Linked DNA regions of Mus musculus: region 2 is linked to region 1. A link is a contact called in public promoter capture Hi-C data. All regions are on one chromosome and are shown on one strand. The core of a region is the stretch at or near the end of the contact, and the rest is flanking DNA. Distances in the headings are between cores, read along the strand shown. Region 1 overlaps Ncf2 (neutrophil cytosolic factor 2). Region 2 overlaps Lamc1 (laminin, gamma 1).

The links. Capture Hi-C pulls out chosen DNA fragments and counts their contacts.
Region 2: a contact with region 1 is called in a promoter capture Hi-C map of adipose tissue. The contact joins two enhancer-like sites. A contact is called at or near these places in 1 of 484 Hi-C or Micro-C datasets (embryonic fibroblasts) and 3 of 9 other capture datasets (adipose tissue, embryonic stem cells and liver).

What each region holds. Positions count from the first base shown.
Region 1 is chr1:152,822,853-152,830,489 of GRCm38.p6, forward strand. It overlaps Ncf2 (neutrophil cytosolic factor 2), which reads left to right. Exons shown (of 16, transcript NM_010877.5): 6 at 1,365-1,472; 7 at 3,030-3,089; 8 at 4,566-4,609; 9 at 7,500-7,637. Among named protein-coding and RNA genes, the nearest start is that of Ncf2, 27 kb to the left of the region's middle. Within about 2 kb of position 3,654, at least 6 of the 459 cell types and tissues checked have an H3K27ac peak or open chromatin away from gene starts, as enhancers often do. A contact at or near this core is called in adipose tissue, where this site is marked.
Region 2 is chr1:153,236,733-153,244,369 of GRCm38.p6, forward strand. Lamc1 (laminin, gamma 1) reads right to left here. Exons shown (of 28, transcript NM_010683.2): 14 at 6,499-6,744; 15 at 5,897-6,050; 16 at 5,145-5,287; 17 at 3,585-3,763; 18 at 2,523-2,679. Among named protein-coding and RNA genes, the nearest start is that of Lamc2, 54 kb to the left of the region's middle. Within about 2 kb of position 4,824, at least 7 of the 459 cell types and tissues checked have an H3K27ac peak or open chromatin away from gene starts, as enhancers often do. A contact at or near this core is called in adipose tissue, where this site is marked.

The sequences.
Region 1 (7,637 bases), core at 2,404-4,903:
TGAGCCTGGTGAACTGAGGTGAAGATTGGGGTTGTCAGATCTGCCCAGGGGTGCAATAGTGGCATGCGTGCTCCGGGGTAACCAACTGCTTCATGATTGGATTTAAGGCCCGCTGCATAGGAGGAAACACATGCAGGTACTGCAGAACTGAGCATGGACCCATCACTGGGGAGCTCACAGGCCCCAAAGGTGAACCCACTACTATCACTTGGCTAAAAGGGCACAGTATCAACTGCCCTCTAAACTTGTATCTCTATACCTGTAGTTTGCCACAGCCTCTGTCCTCATCAGACAAGTTTTTTTTTGTGCAGTGAAGCAGTGGATGGTGGTTAACACAGAAACCCACAATCTGTCCAAGGGCAGAGAATCAATGGCCGAGTAGTGCTCAGATGCAAATGGGACATCTATGTTACATCCTATCACCAAGGCTCAGGGCCATGGCAGATGAGGGGGACAGAAAAATTGTAAGAGCCAGAGGTCATGGCAGACCAGAATAAAACAGTATCTTTTAGACATGGCAGGACATCTGCACATAACTCGCAGCATCTGTGGTTGCCTGTAGAGGATTAAGTCAGCCAACCTTCTAGGTTGGAGCAGAAAGGGGTTCATGAGCCATCCCTAACTGAAGAGCTATGGACAGTTGGTGGCTTCTAGGGGAAGGAGAGCCAGTCTTTTTAAAGGGGTGTGGCTCCTGATAGGTCAACCATACTCCAGTGGATAGTCACATACAGAAGAATATAAATAACACAAAGTGGAGTTAAGGTGTTATTTAAAATAAAAAAGGTTGGATACTGTAGGTGGCACACACCTTTAGTTCCAGCACTCCAGAGGCTGTGACAGACAGATCTCTGTGAACTGCAGGCCAGTCTGGTCTACATCGTGAGCTCTAAACCAGCTAAGGCTACACATTAAGACTCTGTTTCAAATAGATAAACAAAGGACACAACATTATAAAGATTAAGGAGGTAAGAGTGGATCTGGTAGGAGTTAAGAGGAGGAGTTAGCTAAATATGATCAAAATGCATTGAAATTCTCTAAGAATTAGCCCAACCACTCCTGCCTAGCCCTCTCAAATGACAAGCCACTATGGTTGGAAAGGACTCTTCTTTTGATATGTTTTCCAGTGGTCCTTTTGATGACGAAAGCAGGAATGGCTTTCTCACTCCCATTCTCAGACAAGGAGACACAGTCCTGAGAGATACAAAGATGTTTTAGCCAACCAATCACATATTCCACAATGGTTGAACCACCAAGGTTGTCCTAGCACACTCTATGATAATGCTCACATGAGCTCACCTAATAACGTCTGGCTCAGAATGAACCCAGTACTGCCTAATGACCTGTGACTGACCATTCTCTTCCAGAAGCAGAAGCTGTTCGAGCCCGTGGTGATCCCTGTGGGTCGGCTGTTCCGTCCAAATGAGAGGCAGGTGGCTCAGCTGGCCAAAAAGGACTATCTGGGCAAGGCTACGGTAGGTGGGCCGTCCATCTTCCTACTTCTCCTGTGCCCTGGATTGCATGGGGCCTGGTGGGAGGGCTTCGAGAAGACACGCCCCCCAAGAAGACACGCCCCCTCTCCCTGCCCTGTGGCATTCAGGGATGGCAGTGAGGATCTTGCTGACAGTAAGGAATGAACACTTCCAGTTTCTTCTCTCCAGCTTCTTCCATAACCCTGACCATCACTCACTCCTGAGGTTTCTACTGGGATGCTGAGTCTTGGGACAGAGGTGAAGGAAAAAGGACATAGTGGGGGCTCACTGAGAGTCGGGAGAGGGCCAGCAGGAGATGCCCTTGGCTCAATGCCCTTGCAATATACTGCTGAGGATTCTGGGGAATCCCTCCCATTTTCTCAGCCCTATGCCCAGAAGCCTTCTTTAGCTACATTTCTTCTGAACACAGGTCTTAAGTTCTTTCAGACCTGACTTGAGGTGAGACCGTAGGACCTTATCTGATCTGTATTTGGCTTTGACAATTTGGACATGTGAGTTGCCCAATCTGAGTAAGCTAGACCTGGCAGAATCACAGAGACTAATAGAAATACCCCACAATGAGACATCAATTCATGAATGGATATATGCAGTGTGATATGTCCATATGGTCTGCTTTCCCACAAGAAGGATAAACTAATGCATGCTACAACACGGATAGACATGTATGTCAGCCAGAAGAAATACAGATGCCATGGCCAAGTGCTGAAGATAGCTCAGTTGTTAAAAGTACTGGCTGTGTAAACATGAGGACTGGATTCCAGATCCCTAGGACCTGTGTAATTGCCAGGTAGCCATGGCAACTCCAGAGTCAGAAGGTGGAGACAGGGGATCCTCAAGCAAGCAAGACTACCCATAGTAGTCAGCTCGGAGTTTGATTGAGAGACCCTGCTTCACTGAATTAGGCGGAAAAGCATCTGAGGATGATACTTAGATTAACCTGCAACCTCTACGTGCATGGTCAGACACACAGAAATGTGCCCCCAGGCATAACACACACACACACATACACACACACACACACACACACACACACACACACACACACACACACGCATACACTCACTACAGACACATGCACACGTACCATGAAAAACAGGAAAAAAGGCACATGCTATATAATTCTATTTATATAAAGTCTTTACAAACTTGTGTTGCCAGGTTAAGAGAGGAGACTGTAGTCTTCTTAGTAGTTCCAACATTTTCTTTTGTGGGGTGATTAAAATGTCTTGGCACCAGATAACATGTAGCATTGCAAAGTATTGTGGGTATATGAAATACCACAGAAATGTTCACTTAAAATGGTCAATTTGATGATTTGATGTTGTATGACTACCAGCAGTTTTTCATATTGTTTGTTTATTTAACTAAAAGAGAGGGTGAGAGTAAGATAAGAGGTGCCTTACTTCCCACCTCCCTCCAAAAGCTACCTGAGTGACAATGGCTTCTGTGGTTTGAGGAAAGAGGAGGTCTTCCAGAAAGACACAGACACCGGGCAAACAGAGCCTGGCAGCAGCACGCTCACCTTCTTGTCTGTTTCAGGTTGTAGCATCTGTGGTTCACCAAGACAACTTTTCTGGCTTCGCCCCTCTGCAGCCACAGGTGAGACTGGCTTTCTCTGGGAAGTAGACCCCGATAAGAGGAGCTGGTCTGACAAACTGATCACAGGGGTTCAGCCGCCTCTCAGCATAGCTGAGCCTCTGATCCCTACTCTCAGCCCTAGTTTACATGGCTGGTTGGGAGCCGGCCCTGTCAGCTCTGTCTCCCGTCCTCTGCCGGTGGTCCTAAGAGATCCACTGACCACCTCATGGGACCTTGCGCAGCCTCTGCACTCAGGAAGTTTTGTAATGAGCCTCTCCATGGGTTCAGGCGTGTGAGTTGCAGGGGATAGGGTGCCAGGGCTTGGAGCCTGGGGGCTTTGACTTCCTTGGTGCTGTCCATTTGCTCCTGTATAAGAGACTCCTTTGGGAACACAAGGCAGGCTGCCAGCCCAAGCTGGGCTCAGAGAGATGGTCCCTGATGGCATGTGGCAGTCAGTTCAGAGACAGACAAAGCTTGTAACAGGAAGACAGTGAAGTAGATTAAGGAGACCTCAGGCTTGGTTGCATAACAGGGTGACAGGGTAACGGGTAAGAAGAGGGATCAGCACTAGCAAAGGAAAGGACCTTGGACCTCGTCACCTTCTTGCCATCTGCATATATACTGTCTCTGGGGTAGCACTGATCCTCACCCCAAATATGGGGCAAGACGATTGCCGCCTTGACTGTAATATGACCTGTGCTTGGGCCGTGGGGACAGGATGAGCACAGGGGCAGAAAGAGGGCCAGCATCTAGATTCCTTGTCTCCTTTTGGCATTAAAGTTGGAGAAAGGCTGGCTGTGGTCCCAGGCTCAGCCCAGCTAGAGGACAAGGAAGGAAAGTCCCAGATGACAGACTCTATGGCATTCAGTGCAGAACAGGGAATATACATTAAAGAGAGACTCTTTTTTCAAAATATTTATTTATTTATTTATTTATTTATTTATTTATTTATTATTTGTAAGTACACTGTAGCTGTCTTCAGATACTCCAGAAGATGGCATCAGATTTCGTTACGGATGGTTGTGAGCCACCATGTAGTTGCTGGGATTTGAACTCAGGACCTCTGGAAGAGCAGTCGGCACTCTTAACGGCTGAGCCATCTCACCAGCTTGAGAGACTCTTGTCTGGCCAGGGGATGCTGAGTTGATTTTAAATATCCAGAAATGTCACATATTGTGGCAAACATTAATTGTAGACCAGCGCTTTTGGAAAATACTGGGGAAGGGTTGAGTTGAGGTCAATAAAACCTTCTCCAGACACCTGCTCTGGAGTGTGCAGCAGCTTCACTGGCGAGGGTCAGGCCCAGGTGGGCGGCAGGCTTTTGGTTTCCCAAATTGTGCCCTTGCCCCAGAGACCACCCAGAAAAGAAGTCTTTGTTTTTGGATCTGGAACAGTATTCCAAATTACCATTAACAGTCTGTTCTCTCTTCCCCCCCCGCCCCCTCACTTTTTCTCTTGTCATCTTCCCCTTCTTCATTTTTCCTGAATGTTCCACAGTCAGCAGAGCCTCCTCCCAGACCCAAAACCCCAGAAATCTTCAGGTAAGTTAGGTTTAGGTCTGCATGCGAAATACCCTCACTCTACGTCTGACTTGACGGCAGTAAGGATGTAAAGGATGGTAGGCTTCTCCTGTCTAAGGTTAGACCCAAATGATGCGATTGTGCTGAGACCACCACTTGCAGCATCCTGGTGCCCCAGTGGGCGTGGTCACCTTACAATGGGAGGTCATTGCTTCGAAGCCCAGGTCAGAGGTGAGAGGTCAGTTTGTACTGACTACAGTGCACTCCCCTCCCGCTCAGTGAAAGCTCTCCAGATTCCACGAGCTATCACAGTCTCTTTCCTGTGTGCGTTTTTTCTAAAGCAGGGGAAAGACTCAAGAAAAGGAAGTCACTCAGTAAACCCGAGAAGCAGAGCGGCCTAATCTCAGCTAAAAAAATCCTTCTAGCCAGGCGTGGTGGTGCACGCCTTTAATCCCAGCACTCGGGAGGCAGAGGCAGGCAGATTTCTGAGTTCGAGGCCAGCCTGGTCTACAGAGTGAGTTCCAGGACAGCCAGGGCTACACAGAGAAACCCTGTCTCAAAAAACAAAAAAAAAAACAAAAAAAAAAAAAAAAAGAAAAGAAAAGAAAAGAAAAGAAAAAAGAAAAAACCAAAATCCTTCTAAGGAACAAAGCAAGCCATCTTCCTCCTCCAATAAAGGGGGTCAGGAAAAGTGTGTGTGGGTGGGTGGTGGGGTAGCTACAGGTGATCCCAAAGAGAAGGGCTTGAAGGAGCTCATTCCCCAATTCTCTAAACTAAAGAGGCTGCATCCCTCACAACGTCAGGCAGGGACTTTGCAAACGAGGGCAGGGCTGAGCAGAACGAACATCCCCATCCCGTGTATGGGTAGTTTTGCAGACAGCTTCCCTCACACACTGAGGCAGCATGGGAGACTCTCTCTAGGAGTGGAGAAGTAACCAGGACCTTGAGGGGTCAATGAAGCGGAAAGGACATGGCTAACATAAAGCAAAGTGCTGCAGTTTCTCTACTGTGCCTTCCATTGCCTGGCTCTCCATCCCCTTCCTGCAAGGCTGTCTGAGGTGGTCTCTCCCCTGGTGTTCACTGCCTTCCACCTATGTTACTCCCCTGCTCATACTTCCTGTCTATGGAAGGCAAGACCTGAGAACTGACTCCCTCCTTAGAGGAGAAAGGAGGATAAGAGTTGAGGCCAGCCTCAGGTGCATGGTGGGTGGAGGGATCGGTTAGAGGCCAGCTAGAGCCAAATATCCTCCCCACCCCCCTTGTCTGAAAAACAAGCAAAGAAACAACTCTAAGAAGTTTTAAATTGCTTTCCATTCTGAGCAGTGTGATGAAACAATCCCACCTGCCTGGGATCCTCAGGGATATATAGCCTTGCTGTGTGCCATCTGCCGTCTGTCCACTCAGTAGCCGTCTGTCCACACAGGATCGGCTGTCAGGCCAGGAGAAGGAAGGTTAGAGAGAGGGAGGGACAGGGTGATGGGACACTTGTGACATGAAAGTGGAAGGAGAGAGAGAGAGAGAGAGAGAGAGAGAGAGAGAGAGAGAGTGTGTGTGTGTGTGTGTATGTGTGTGTGTGTGTAAGTAAGTAAAAGGCCCAGGGCAGGGGGAGTAGGGTTTGAGAGAAAGAGAGGGAGGAAAGATCAACAAAATCAAATTTCATTTGAAAAAAAAAATGCCAGCATGAAATCTAATACTGTGTATGTTAGTTAAAGCAAAGCAAACAAAACCAAAACCTTGGTCATGAGACGCTCAGAGGGGGAGAAGCTGTCTGTGCAAGCCTGGCGACTCACTGCGCTGGAGCCTCAAACTCACATCTAGGTGGAAGGAGAGAAATGACAGCGCAGAACTGTCCCCTAACCTCCGCTTGTGCACTGCGGCACATATGCCCCCCAGACATGATAACTAAAGCTTTGAAAAATAGAAATGAAGCAAGTTCAATAAAATAAAGTAAAAATATTATCTTTTGGGAAGGATTGGCACAGTGTCATGGTGCTTATTCAAGTACCCTCTGGTTCATTAACAATGGACCCAAAACGCAAGGGTAGTACTGAGACCTGCAATTTGTTAACGCCAAAGCTATAAAGTTGTCTTTTAGGTTCAAAAGTGAAAGTTGACTTAACAGGGAAATGAGCAAGGTACAGAGGCTCACGTTTCTTTTTTTTTTTTCTTTTTAATAATTATTTGTTTTTTGTATGTGACTAGACTGTAGCTGTCTTCAGACACACATCAGATCCCATTACAGATGGTTGTGAGCCACCATGTGGTTGCTGGGAATTGAACTCAGGACCTCCGGAAGAGAAATCAATACTCTTAACCACTGAGCCATCTCTCCAGCCTGGAGGCTCACATTTCTTTTTTTTTTCTTTTTTTTCCAAGACAGGGTTTCTCTGTGTAGCCCTGGCTGTCCTGGAACTCTCTTTGTAGACCAGGCTGGCGTCGAACTCAGAAATCTGCCTGCCTCTGCTTTTGCCTCCCGAGTGCTGGGATTAAAGGCATGTGTCACCACCACCCAGCGGAGGCTCACATTTCTGACCCCCACCTTTGAGAGGCAGAGACAGGAGGATTGCTGGAAGTACAGGCCAGCAAGTGCTAAGGGAAAGGAATTTATTCTGGACCTGCTGTCACACCACAGGCTACAAGAGTTAAAAGCATGTAACTTTTGGGTTCTTGGATCCCATCGTGGTGTTCCCTGGGAGAAGGGGAACTCCTGTGTGCTACAGAACACACTCACATGGTGTTCTCGCCTTGTCTTCTCGGGGTCCTGGGTGGCAGCACCCGACACTGGTCTTGTAGGCAGTAAGATGTGGAATTAGAGTGAGTGCCAAGCTAAGTCTCTGGCCTCAAGTGCTTCCCCAGTAAGGGGATATGGTCCAAGCTGAATGGTGGGCTCAGTCTTCTGTGTACCCCTCAGGGCTCTGGAAGGTGAGGCACACCGCGTATTGTTTGGCTTTGTGCCGGAGACGCCAGAAGAGCTACAGGTCATGCCTGGGAACATCGTCTTTGTCTTGAAGAAGGGCAGTGATAACTGGGCCACAGTCATGTTCAATGG
Region 2 (7,637 bases), core at 3,574-6,073, 420 kb after region 1:
ACACAGAGATACTGTTCAACCTCAGAAGGGAATCAAATCCTGTCATTTGCAACTACACAGATGGGGCAGGTGAAATAAGTCACACAGAGTGAAAAGTGCCTCATGACCTCACCCAGATGTGGAAGCTGATATCAACAATACAGTGGTAAAGCTATCAAACATACAGTGTGATTACAGCAGCAGAAGGCAGGGGATGGTGAGCGATGGTGGGGGAGTGGAGGGGGGGAAGGTGGGAATGGTAGGGGATGGTGAGGGATGGTAGGGGATGGTGGGGGGTCGGGGACATGGTAGGGATGGTGGGGGAATGGAGGTGGGGGATGGTGAGGGATGGTAGGGGATGGTGGGGGGGATGGTGGAAGATGGCAGAGGATGGTGACAGATGGTGAGGGATGGTGGGAGATGGACAGTAAGTTAGGCAAGTCTATGAAGTTCTGGTGTGCTACTGAACAGTAACTGGGGCAACTGATAATCAACACTATTCATTTTAAAAAGTCTGAAGAAAGGGTTTTGACAGTTTTCACCATAAAGAAGTAACAAATATTTGAGGAGCTAAATGTTTATCCTGACTTAAAATTTGGGCTATGCATATATGCACACATATCAAAATATTATCATTCTGTGAATATATGTGTACTTTTATGTCCAATAGAGCACTTAAAATGAACTTAATTTTTAAAAATTGAGCATTTTTTTATTTCAGTATGATGCTGTGTAAAATCTAAATTTTATAAGGAGTGTAAAAATATGAAAGTTCCAAGATAGGATCAATTAAAACGTGTTTGGAAAACAGCAACTTGACAGTAAGGTTCTGAAACACTCGTGCACAGTGACATCCTGAAGAAACCATGCCTAACTGCACACTGGGTCCTGCTTAGAGGACACCGTGCACAGTTCTTTGAAAATATAGAGAATTTTCAGAAACTATGAAAATAAAACCAAGTTTAGAACAGAAAAATATCAGCCACTGTTGTTAAAGCAGCGTGCCCGCTTTAGATCCCAACTGCCACTCCTCAAGGTCCAGTTCTCTAGAATGGCACAGAGAGGACAACAGAGATGCTCGCTGGGAGGTTCAGGTCAATTGTCCTTCAACTCCAATGTCTACCTGCTAGCACTGCACCATTCCATATAACCTTCTCCCAAGCCTACAGTATAAGTACATCTCAACTACAACTGAGTATTTCCAGTCTAAAAGCCAAAGCATTCATTATGAAGGCATTTTCATTCTCGGTTAGTTGGAACCTAAGCAGGAAAGGTCAGCGGGGAACTTGCACAAATGAGGAGCCTCAGAAAGGCACTTCAGCCTATGAGAGGCTTCCAGGTCTCGGAGAAGCAAGAACCCACTGTCCTTCCAGCTTGCAGGTAATGCAAAGAAGTGTGGTGGAGCCACAGCCAGCCGACCCACCTGTGTGGGCACAGGAAATATGTGGTTTCTGTGGCCAGAGGACGCTGCCAGTAGTGGTGCAGCTATGCCAAGTTGCGTAGAATGACGGTGCCCAGACTTGCTGCCCTTCTTTGGCCCTGGGCCTGCTCCTGTATGCTGGTGGTATTGGCCCAGAGCTTTCTATCACATCCTGGTTAGCCCCACATGTCAGACTATAGCCAACCTCATGATACTGTGTATACAGCAAACAGTGTGTGGATTTGCTGTTTTAATAAAGCATGTTAGTGGAAAACCACGTGCTAAAGTGGCTGACGAAATGAACGTCGTAAATGGGCAGGGTGTCCCTTGCAGTGTTCACCACTTACAATGATATACACAAGCAACCCCAAATAAATACATAGAAGCATCTAACATTAAAATAAGTCACTGTTATTTTATGCTTTTCAATATCTAAAAATGTCCCATGTGGACTCTCATTAAAAAAAAAAAAAAAAACAACTAGCCATAACGAATATGTCCAGTCACTTCCTTTCCTACTTCAATAATCATAAAAAAAAATCAAAATTCTATACATTAGTGATATCTATATGAAGAGAAAAGGCAACATACTTAGTTTCTGATCTATATTCTTGGACAGGCTGACTTTTCTAGGTAACTCCAAATGGATACATACATACATACATACATACATACATACATACATACATACTCAAAGAGAAGTTGGTTACTACTGTCCCATGCTTGCTAATTTTTAATGAACATTTATTATGTGCATCTGGGAGCACACTTGTCCCATAATGGAGAGCATCCTGCAAACAGGAGGAGGGTTTACCCAGCTTCTCACCACTGGCACTGAGCTCAGGACGAGGCTTACTACAGGCACTTAATAATTGCAGAAAAGAGTTCGCCTAAGTTTAGGGGGAAAAGCCTAGTTTAGAATAAGGACAGCACTTGGGAGGCAGAGGCAGGAGGATCTCTGAGTTGTGGTCAGTCAGAGTGAGTTCCAGGACAGCCAGGGCTATATATACAGAGAAACCCTGTCTAGAAAACAACAAACAAACAAGCCAAAGCCCTGAGAATTTATGAAACTATACAAATTAGAACTGAGATCACCAGGTCACACAGGTTTTGATCACGATACCTTTGACTTCCTGAGCCTCACGGAGAAGGTCTGTCACCTCCCTTTCTGCTTCCTTAAGTCTGTCCTCAAAGGCTTGATCTGTCACCATGTCATCCCCAGTGCCAAGGTTGGCGATGAGGCTCTCTAACTCCTGGAGTTTCACTCGATGCTCAGCAACCTAAGGAGGGGGGAGAGATTGGCTGTGCACACTGCAGGAAACTGGAGCTCTGTGCAGAGGGAGGTCTGCATGCTCACACAGACAGCACAGGCAGTTTCTCTGGCTTCCACGGCAAGCTCTTGGTACCATTCTTCCTGTACACACAGCCTACTGACAGTTCTCCAGTACTGACCTCTCCCCTGAGCATTGTTTAGATCTCTGCTAGGCATCTCAAACCGAACTCGAGAATCTGATTTCCCTGGGGACTTAAAACCATCGCCAGCAACATTAAACAACAACCTTAAGGACAGTTCCTGATTCTTCTTCTTTTTTCCGTGTCCTGGTCTCTCAACACACATATTTATGTTGTCCATGCAAGGGTCTTCCCCCTCATCCCATCCCTAACAATCCCTCTTCACACAGCAGTCACAACACTCCTCGTAAAGGACTTCTGTACATCTCTACTGAATTTGGAAATAGTCCCCGAAACTCCCCACTTAAAGTCAACATAGTCCTATATGACCTGCCACAGACAAAGTTCCTCCCAGGGCAGGGTCTGGGCAGCTTCCAGGTTCCAGGCGCTTGCCTGCCTCACTCCCCCTCACACGGCTCCCGCCTCTTTATCCTTCGGATCTCGAATCACGAGAGTTTCCTTACAGAGGCTCTGCAGTTTCCCATGGTTTGTTAGTACCTATTCCTTCCCTTCAGGCACTTTTCTCAGTAGTTCTCCTATGTATGCGGTTCTGGCCACTCCCCCCTCACTAGAACATACACCTCTGAGAAGAGAGAGCAAGTTCAAGGTGTCTACCATTTCTTCTCTGGAGCTTAGAGTAGACTTGAGTTTCTACTTCATGTCTGCTGAAGGAATGAGTGAATGAACGAACAAATGAATGAATGAATGAGTGAATGCCCTACTGACAGCTTACCTTATCCTTCACCAGTCGGTAACAAGCCGGACACTCCTGGCAGCCAGGCCAGGACCGATTGTAGAAATAGTTCTCTTCACACTGGTCACAGCGATTGCCCACAAAGCCTTCCCTGCATTCACAACGGCCGTCCTCTTTACACTGGAGTGAAAGGGATCCTTCATGGTGACAGTCACAAGCTAAGGAATGAGGAGACAATTCCCATTTTAACTCGGACTGACTGTACCATCATCATGTGTACTTATGAAAAATTCACTTATGAGACTTTTAAATAGCTAAGTCCATGTAGCAGGCAAGATAGACATTTTAAAAGGAAAACTAGGTTGTGAAGTAATATGGGCAGCATGTGGCATGTGTGCATACATGTGCATGTATATGCTTACAAAGGTCAGAGGTCAACACTGGGTATCTGTTCATCTCTACCACCGTTTACCTAATTTCTGTTGTTTATTTTTGTGTGTGTGTATTTTTGAGACAGAGTCTCATTATGCAGCCCTGGTTGGCCTGGAACTCACTATGGAGACCGGGATGGCTTCAAACTCACAAGAGCTCTGCCTACCTTTACCTGGAATTAGGTCCAGGTCTCTAAAGAGCTGCTGTGTCAGCATTAAAGGTGTGTGCCACTGTGCCTAGATCTCCCTTATATTTTGAGACTTGCATCTCAACCCGAGCTGCTGGCCAGTGAGCTCCAGGGATCTACCTGCCTCGGCCTCGTTACAGATACACACCTGCCTTTTTATATGGGTGCTGGGGATCTGAACTCAGGCTCTCCTGCTCGAATGGCAAGCACTTTATCAACTGAGTCACCTCAGCAATCCCTTGGGGCACATGACCTCAATGTGGTATAAAAATTACACGAATGTCAGGCATGGTAGAGAATATGTCTCTGGGAGGTAGAGGAAGGGGAAGTGAGGTCAGCCTGAGCTACACAGAGAACACACACAGTATATTAAATGATGTAGCGCTCTTTCTCATATGCTTCTGGGACTCCTCTCTACTTTCATCTTTAAATTTCTCTAAGAAATAAGAAAACCCAAATGCTAACCTAACACTTCCTGCGCTTCTTTACAGTTTGTTTTCTCTTTGGAATTTCTACATTCCACACAAGAAATGAAGGAATTCAGAAAGCAAAAAAATCCAAACTGTTCTGATTTCCAGGCAAGTGTTTATGCCAAGGAGAAGCAGATGTTTATATGCAACCAAACCAAATGGGCTCCAAGGGTGGAGCCGAAGCAAGCCAATAGCGGCCGAGCAGAGCCACGGCTGCTTCTTTATCTGCAGAGCCGAGGTAGTCAGGAAGCCTTAATAAGCAGAGTGGACACGCTCAGTGCTTCAGGGGGGATTTTTTTTTCTTTAGAAAACAAAATTACAAGGAGAAATAAGTATAAAAAAACTAGAAAAGGAGACATCAACAGGGTGGTACCAGAGGAACCAAAGGCCCTCGATCTCCAGAGTTTTCTGATAGTCACAGGAGGTTTCTTTCGTGGCCACAGAGGCTATCAGGCCTGTAACGCACTAACTGGCATGGGAGACACTGCACTGCAAGTCACCATGTCTTACGTTTGCAGCCTTCAGGTCCAAACCCAAAGTGGTTGGTCTCACAGCGCTCACAGTGCTGGCCGGTGATGCCAGGCTGGCACTCACACTGCCCGGTGCGGATGTCACACTGCCCATTGGTGGAACCCAAAGCATGGCAGTCACACCTGAGGAGAAGCACAAGATGTTTCTAGGGTAGGAGGGGCAGAGAGTGGGCAACATTCTCATCTGGAAGACAGCACGCTAAGGACGACTCATCAGAATGTTAGGGGTTGTTCCCTTAGGTCCACACTAAACCCTACTGACAGAGAACTGGACAGACTCCCAGGCTGCAGCCCTGATGAGTCTGTCTCAGAAGAAACCTTGCAATCTGCATTTTGAAATGTCTGAGGGCTGGAGAGATGGCTCAGCAGTTAAGAGCACTGACTGCTCCTCCAGAGGTCCTGAGTTCAATTCCCAGCAACCCCATGGTGGCTCACAACCATCTGTAATAGGATGGGATGCCCTCTTCTGGTGTGTCTGAAGACAGCTACATTGTATTCACATAAATAAAATAAATAAATCTTAAAAAAAAAAAAAGAATTAGTGTCTGACACATCAGAACTGCCACTATGCTATCTATCCCTTCTGTCCCCTATTTACACAGCGCCTTTCCTGCATAAGACACTGGAAACAATTCCTAAGCAACCTCAAGCCAGCTGCTTAGAGTAGCTTGGAAAGATGTACTTCTTAAGACAAAGACAACAAGGATCACTTTACACAGACTCAAGTCTCACCTCTCGCAGCCTTGCCCGCTCTGCAGGTTGTAGTAGCCAGGGTCACAAGTACCGCAGTCGCGGCCAGACACATGAGGCAGACACTGGCACTGTCCGGTCACCGGGTTACAGCTGCTCTGTTGCTGCACTGTCCCGTAGGGATTGCAGGCGCAGGCTAGGGTGGGGAGACAGAGAAAGCAACAGATGCAAATCTCCAGGGAGAGCAGTAAAACCTAAGGCACTGGACCAGGTTCTCTAGGCCTGTGTTGTCTCACACAGAAGCCGATACGGCAGAGAGTCTTGTCTTGGCAGTCTGAACAGAGATGTGCTAGCAATTAAAACACATTGCCCTTGTAAACATAGGGTGAGAAAAGAACCATCTTATTAATGGTTTTTAACAGATGATTACCTGCATAATAGTAAGCAATAAAACACTGGCTACATTGTTAAGCATACTAAATTAATTCTCCTGTTTTACGTTTTTGATGGAGTGTAGCAATTTTAAGTTCTGCAAGAAGTGGTTCACACTGCATTCTCGAAAACTTCTGTAAGTACTGAGAGAGACCCCACTGTGGATCTGTACATCGAGGTGTGGGCGTGACTGAGTCTGGCCAGTGACTAACCTTTGCATTTGTCGGCTGGATTGGGAGCCAGGGGATTTCCGAAAAACCCTTCCTTGCACCGGTCGCAGTAGAAACCAGCCGTGTTATAGATGCACTTCAGGCACTCGCCCGTCAGGCGGTTGCAGTTGCCAACCGCGTTGGGGTCTATGTTGTCGTTACACTGGCACGGGCGGCACAGTCTCACAGGCCCATTGCTGCCCAGAGGGTCTCCAAAGTAGCCGTCATCACAGAGTTCACATCTCTTGCCTGGGAATGAGAGGATCTGAGGTTAAAGAAGAAAGGCCTGAGGCATTCCTGCCGTAGATTACCAATGGGTACATACTGTCTAGTCTGACCAGCATATACACGGTCTTGTGGTGTGGTGTGGTGTGGTGTGGTGTGGTGTGGTGTGGTGTGGTGTGGTGTGGTGTGGTGTGAGCAGGAGATCCAGGCCGAGGCCCTACCACTGGGCCAAAACAGTGGAGTGGCCTTGACATACTTCCTAGGTGGGATAATCCCTGGTTTGCTTACCTCATTTCAAATTCTCTGACAACTAACCAAGATGATGTGCTCAAATTCTTGGTAATGCAGAGGTTTACCAGTCTCTGCATCCACACAGTCTCTAGCGAGCAGGGTCTCCTAACTTATAAAAGACACTCACTCCCTACTCAAGCACTGTCAGCTAATGCTGAACTCTAAGCGAACCAGGTACCACCCATGTCTGCTTTGGAGTTAGAAACTCACCTTCAGGTTCTGCATCCTCACTGATCGGTCCATCCTTCTATACATCCCTGCCATTCCTGTCCCCTCGAGATGAGCTCTTTAATCTGAGCAGCCAACAGGGCCTAAGAGAGCCCAGTGTTTCTCACCAATCAGGTTTGTTTGCTAAGTCACTAAACAACTGCCTGCAAGCATCTCCTATCCACACCAGCACTCTTCCAGGATGCGAGTGGGTGGATGTGGTCTCTGCTCCCATGAAGCTGCTACTGTAATTATCAGCACAGATATGCACACGAGATGTCAGATGCAGACAAGCCCGAGAGCATTCAACCAAACCCAGTGGCTAAAATCAGAGTGAGGGTGAAGGCCATTTTATACTGGGAGAAGAGACATTAGGATTAGAATTCAGAGAAGTCTGTCAGAAAAATACATGGGAACAC